2 separate regions of the Mus musculus genome follow, and region 2 is linked to region 1. A link is a contact called in public Hi-C data. All regions are on one chromosome and are shown on one strand. Each heading gives the region's core, a stretch centred on a gene start, on an enhancer-like site or on the middle of the called end of the contact. The rest is flanking DNA. Distances are from core to core; before and after follow the strand shown. Region 1 has its middle 7.1 kb from the start of Pds5a. Region 2 overlaps Rbm47 (RNA binding motif protein 47).

Region 1 (3,297 bases), core at 8-2,507:
ATCAACCTCACTACAATTTCACAAGGAAGTGCACAGATGGGCTTCTGAGAAAACCCAAAAGCCTGTTCAAAGAAACCAGCTGTGAAGGCACATTTTGGAGACCAATTTAGTTAGATATGCAGCTTTCCAATTTGGCTTCTGTTTCCTAACTGAGTTATTACTGAGTTCATTATGGATGAATAATGTCCTTGACTCAGCATGGGAAGCTCTGATTTTTATTTATTTATATTTTTTGTATTTATTTTATTTTATGTATATGAGTACACTGTAACTGTTTTCAGACAGTTACACCAGGAAAGGGCATCAGATCCCATTACAGGTGGTTGTGAGCCACCATGTGGTTGCTGGGAATTGAACTCAGGACCTCTGAAAGAGCAGCCAGTGCTCTTAACCGCTGAGCTGTCTCTCCAGCCAGAAGCAAGTACCTTGAACTCCGATCCTCCTTCTACCTCCAGACTCCAAGCCTATGCCACCAGGTTCGGTTTATATGGTGCTGGGATCAAACTCGGGGTTTCCTGCACGCTAGGTGAGTGTTCACTGTTGGTAACTGAGCTGTATACATTCCTGGCCCTTAAACCTACTTATTTTATGTGATCCAGTGTTTTGCTTGGATGTATGTCTGTGCTCTCACTGCAGAGGCCAGAAGAGGGCATTAGAGCATTAGAGGTCCTGGAATGGAAGTTTCAGACAGGTTCTCAGCAAGAGCAAACAGTGCTCTCAACTATTGAGCCATCTCTCATCTTTTTTTTTTTCTTTTTTGATTTCTCTCTTTTTTTCTTTTCTTTCTCTTTTTTCTTTTCTTGTTTTTTCAAGGCGGGGTTTCTCTGTGTAGCCCTGCTTGTCCTGGAGCTCACTTTATAGACCAGCTGGCCTTGAGCTCACAGAGATCTGCCTGCCTCTGTCTCCTAAGTGCTGGGATTAAAGAAATGTGCCACTAGGCTTTTCTTTTTCTTTTCTTTCTTCCCTTCTTCCTTCCTTCCTTCCTTCCTTCTCCTTCCTTCCTTCCTTCCTTCCTTCCTTCCTTCCTTCCTTCCTTCCTTCCTTCTCCTTCCTTCCTTCCTTCCTTTCTTTCTTTCTTTCTTTCTTTCTTTCTTTCTTTCTTTCTTTCTTTCTTTCAACAGTGTCTCGCTTTGTAGCTCCGGCAGACCAGGAAATTGATATGTTATGTTGTTCCTTCTGCCTCCCCAGTCCTGTTGGAATTATAGTCATATGCCACCTCTCCTGGCTTGGAGCAACACTTTTTCATAGGTCATCTTGATGGCTGAGAGGATTCATCAGTGAGGGTGGCGAAAAGGTAGTGTATTTCCATGCTACGGAGTATTTCTCTCTTGTCTTTACATGGGGGTTTCAGATGTTTCATGACTCAGACACACGATGGGAACATTCAAAACTGTCGTGCTAATACTAAACAGAGACACTATTATAACGAAGCAAATAATTGTAGCTGCTATATTGGTGTCCTCTGGGTTTTGGCAAGATCTTGTTTCTTGTGATTACCTGATGTCCTACTGTAAGGCAGCGCTGCTGTTGCATCAGCCCTCAGCAGTCAGCTGTGTAGCAGCCTCCTCCTGCTGGCCAGCCACCTTCCCCTTCAGTGAGGTTTGCTTCTGGCTTCTGAAGGCATCGGGCATGCAAGTGGTGCACATCCACAGCGCAGGAACTCACACGAGCGAACGTGTAAAATAGAAGTAAGCCTTTAAAACAGAGCAAACTCTGCAAAAACGAGAGAGAGAGACAGAGAGAGAGAAAGGAGAGGAGAGAGAGGAGAGGAGAGAGGCGCTGGAAGGGGAATAAAAAGCAATAAAGTTACCACTGGGGTTGGGAGGGCTGTGCTTAGAACACAGTAGGACATCCAAGATATATAGTTAAAGGTTAACCTAACAGTTATGGAGCTCCTGAGAGGGCAATGGGCAGGGCAGGGCAATGGGCAGGGCAGGGCAATGGGCAGGGCAATAGAGAATTGGGGGGTGGGGGAGGCAAAATTCCCTGCTTTAGAATGACCAGAGTACCAGAGGAACTAGAGGGAAGAGCAGTCTTGGTTTTTGGTGGCAGGTTAAGAGTTCTTAGATGTCCAAACTGTGCCCACCAGTCAAATTATAGTTTTGGCTCTGAGATATTCTTGACCAACTTAGATAATTTCCCCTGACCTAAGCACACAGAAGAGAAGAGGAGGAGGAAGAGGATGAAGAGGAGGAGGAAGGTGAAGAAAAGACAAGAGACGGAGACAGAAATGAGGAAAGATGGGCAGGAAGGGAGAGAGGGAGGGAGAGAAAAAAATTACTTTTCAGCCTTCTGGCCAAGATCAGACAGAAAAGAGAAGAGTCTCTACCTGCAGCAGCAATGCAATGTGCTGTCAGTTTCTTTACTATCCATCCTGTTTTAGACATCTGACTCTGCCAGTAATTCCCATTCCTATTTCTCCTGTCCTTTTTGTCTTTTACCTGATTTGTCAGCCACCCTAAAGTCCTCACAACACAAAGTAACCCTCAGGATCCATCCCATGACCATGATGTTTTCTTAGGGCATAACTCAATTCTGGCTTTGAGAGCCAAAAAAATTGAGGTTTTTGAAGCAAAAACTGCAGTTTGACTCCACAGAAACTTACTTGCATTCTGTGAGGACAGGAGACCTCAACAGGAATCAGCAGCAGCATGCCTCTAGTGCCACTCAAAGCATCCCAGAAGCCATTAGCATTCACATCATTCCCTGACACTAGAATCATCAAAGGACAAAATGACAACAAATTTGTTAAAGATCATATGACTTCGTGATTTCTTGAAAAATTTGACTCACAGATTGGGGTAGGCTCCAATCAATAGGTTAAAAGTACAGCTCCCATGGAGGGACTGCAGGGATTTGAGCTTAGCTATATTTTGTTTTGAGACAGGCTCTCACTCTGTAGCACAGGCTAGCCTGGAATTCCCTCTGTAGCATAGGCTGCATTTATGTGTACGAGATTTCAAAGAGATTTTCAGCCAGTTGTCATTGGGCACACCTGCAATCTTACAATTCCAGAGCTCTACTGCAGATGCAGGAGTTCCAGGCCAGTTATACAGCAAGATACCTTAGAAAAGCAAATACACACAGGTATGGGGTTCATATGTATAACTATAACACTCGGGAGACTGCGGATTGCCAAGAGTTCAAAGCCAGCCTGGGCTATTCAGGGATACTAGGTCATTCGGGGCTACACAGTAAGATCCTGTCTCAAACAAAACAAAACAACAACAATAGCAGACATCTTGCCAATATGAGACACTGATTAGTGAACTGAACAAATAAGAGTATCATAGAAGA
Region 2 (3,183 bases), core at 71-2,570, 380 kb before region 1:
GCCAGGACCCAATGGACTAGCCAAGCTTTGAGCTTAGGTCTTTTGATGCTGTAATCACCCTCCTAGCCCAATGTATCGTTTTAGACTCACATTGCTACAGTAGCCAGGAAAGAGGAAAAAACTGAAAGAGGATGTATCTAAATGTCAATATATGGTGAGTGTAGATGGTAGTCCTCTGGCCTATAGAAGTGTATGTGTGTGTGTGTGTGTGTGAGTGTGTGTGTGTGTGTGTGTGTGTGTGTGTGTGTGTGTGTGTGTGATTTGATTTATCATCAGTGTGCCTGTGTGCACGGGTGAGTGAGGTCCATGGGAGGTTGTTCAGTCCCCTCTCGTTTACTTTCCACCTTCTTCTTTGGAGACAGAAACTGAAGCTTGGGATCTAACTAGGCTGTCAGTCGGCAAGTCCCAGTGGTCCCCCTGTCTCTGGCCCACACAGTACTGGGGTTAACCAGCACAACCCTGGTCTTCATGCTTGTCCATCAAACACTCACAACTACTGAGCCATCTTCCTAGCCTCCTGACTTGTTGTTGATATATACACACACATGCATATACATATATACATACACACATATATAATATAATGTGTGTATATGCTTATGTACACATGTGCACACATGTGTGAGTCACGGTGTGCATTTAGAGTTAACATGTGGTGGTTTTTATCTTCTATTTTGAGACAGGATTTGTTTGCTGACCCTCAAGCTTCTGGGAACTCTTTTGTCCTGCCCCATATGACTGTAGGAGTTCTGGGGTTCTAGAGAGTGTTTCTGTGTCCAGCTTTACCCAGGTTATCAGGATTTGAACTCAGGTTCTAACTTTTGTGTGTGTGGCAAACCCTTCATCCACTGAACTATCTCCCCAGCCTGTATTATATTTTTGGTGGGGTGGGAGAAAAGGAAGGAAATTATGTAAGAGAAACTGGGTGGCCTGCAAATCCCTAAAATAGTTACCATTTGCCTCTTAGCAGAGAAAGCATTTGCTATGACTTGGACTACATTGTTACCCTTATTTGCTATTGTGGTTGTTCAAATTTTGACACAATGTTTCATTATGTAGAGCTTGAAACTCATTATGTAGCCCTGGTTAGCCTCAAACTTGTCACATTACCACACTAAACTAATACTGACCACTTTCCAGGACAGGTCTATATTGGGGGTGTGGGGGGGGGGCACAAGGACAACGAGGCTAGCACACAGTTAAAGCTCTGTGTTCTCTGTGCGTTAGACAATACTGACAGCAGACAAAGGCAAGCAGCCTGGCTGGTGAGAACAGGACCACGGGGACCTGCCACCTCTGTATGTGAAGACTGGGAAGCAGGCTGGGTCTGCAAAGTGAGGCCAGAGGCTGTCCTTGTGCTCTTGGCTTGAGAATTTGATGAGTCACAGTTTCTGGCAGCCCCAAGAATCGAATCTGAAGGCACATTGAAGGTGAAAGATGAGAAATAGCCCGTGGTTGTAGCAAGCCACCGTCTGTCCCAAGCCTTTCGACACTGGAAGGTCTGGATTGAGCGAACAGATAGGGGCCTCTCTGAGGAGGCAAGGCACAGGGCCGTCCTGAGCTAGGGTCTGCACTCAGGGAGCAGCACTGCCAGTCTGGCCCAGACGGCTTCTCTTAATGACTTGGACTTTTCTTCTCTCTGGTGCCTTGAGTCCCCTCTGGTACCAGTAAGCCAGATGTCCAGAGCCCTTGGCTGTCCCCAAACTGCTTTGTCCCTAAACCTGCTCTCTCCTGTGGTACCAAGTGTCCCCATTTAAAACGTTCTTCTTCATTAAGACTCCAGTTTGGGCCTCTGCTCACCATCACCTTTTTTTCTCTCATCTTTGCCGCATCCACTAAAGTTCTGTGTACACAACTACTGTTAGCGTAATCTGACCTGCCGTACCTCTGATAAAACTCCACAGTCAGGATAAGCCAAAGAGGGGGGTGGGGGGAGAGGGAGAGAGAGAGGGGGAGAGAGGGAGAGAGAGAGAGAAGAAACAGAAAAAGACAGGAAGGGAGAGAGGGAAGAAAACACAGGCAGGAGGATAGAAGGAGGAAGGAAAGACAGGTGCAATGGAAGGGCCAGACAGTGCTCAGTACTTAAGAGCCTGTTGCTCTTGTAGAGGACCCGGGTTCGGGTCCCAGCACCCACATGGTAGGTAGCTCACAACCACTTCAGTTCTAGAAGATCTGACATCTTTTTCTGACCTCGTTAGGTACCATACCTACATGTAGGCAAAATGCTCCTATGCATAAAACAAGCCTGAGAGAAAGAAAAAGAGAAAGAAAAGGAAAAAGAAAAAGAAAAAGAAAAAAAAAAGAAAGTTGACTTGCCTTTGCTAAAGGAAATCTTTCCCAAGTGAAAGAGGGGGTGTCTTTCCCTGGTTGCTGTTTTCTGTATTATAGTGATTGGTAATGGGAGGTAGCCCTCTCTTCTTGGCTGTTGGTCAATCTATTTTTTTTGGATTTTGCTGATCATGTAACAGTAGCGTGTATATCTTTCTCCTCTTACTGGATCATTAAAAAACAAAACAAACAAACAAAAAACCAAACCTTCCCCTAATTTGTTTGCTATGGAGTCCAAGATTATTAAGTATACCCAGGGGACGGGGCCATGCTGATGTGGAAACAGGACTTTGGTTTATAACAATGCTCCTGCTTGCTTTGGTTTGCCTGTACCAATTTGGAAAAATTCCCAACTCACCCCCACGGCTGATACTAGGCTCAGCTTAGGCTCGTAGTGGTTCCCCATCAAGGAAGCCGCAGCATCTTACAGCTTTCCTACATGGGACTCCCCAGCTTAGAGCAAGACATCACACAGAGGGAAGCAGTGGTTAGAAAGTCTGCTCGGAGTGTGAGTGTTTGTGGAAGCTTTGGGTAGCTAGTTACACACACAGACACAGACACAGACACACACACACACACACACACACACTTACACTTGGGTTTTACTGCTGCTCATAGCAGAAAGCACAGCTGTGAGACAGCAGGTGAGTGATAGAGGTTGATTCACTGAAATTTAAGACACCAACTATTTGGGGGAACCTGCATCATCCAACAGACCGGAGAAGCCTAATCGCTACAAGCTGAGATTTGGACATCTGACTGAGTAGTAGGCTCCAAGTCTTCCTTCACCAGTCGGCAGCTTCACTCAGCTTCTTTGGGGTTTCATTTTCTCATTTGGATGAGGAACTCAGAGTT

What was found. Hi-C and Micro-C count contacts between places; a contact is called where the count stands out from the background.
Region 2: a Hi-C map of the Ba/F3 cell line shows a contact between it and region 1, with 2.7 times the contacts expected there. The contact joins two enhancer-like sites. A contact is called at or near these places in 1 of 39 promoter capture datasets (pre-B cells), 1 of 484 Hi-C or Micro-C datasets (the Ba/F3 cell line) and 1 of 115 datasets of contacts at active chromatin or transcription factors (pancreatic cancer cells).

The regions. Positions count from the first base shown.
Region 1 is chr5:65,703,726-65,707,022 of GRCm38.p6, reverse strand. No RefSeq gene overlaps it. Among named protein-coding and RNA genes, the nearest start is that of Pds5a, 7.1 kb to the right of the region's middle. Within about 2 kb of position 1,257, at least 46 of the 459 cell types and tissues checked have an H3K27ac peak or open chromatin away from gene starts, as enhancers often do. A contact at or near this core is called in the Ba/F3 cell line and pancreatic cancer cells, where this site is marked.
Region 2 is chr5:66,088,473-66,091,655 of GRCm38.p6, reverse strand. All of the region lies in intron 3 of Rbm47 (RNA binding motif protein 47), which reads left to right. Among named protein-coding and RNA genes, the nearest start is that of Gm26725, 61 kb to the left of the region's middle. Within about 2 kb of position 1,320, at least 107 of the 459 cell types and tissues checked have an H3K27ac peak or open chromatin away from gene starts, as enhancers often do. A contact at or near this core is called in the Ba/F3 cell line and pancreatic cancer cells, where this site is marked.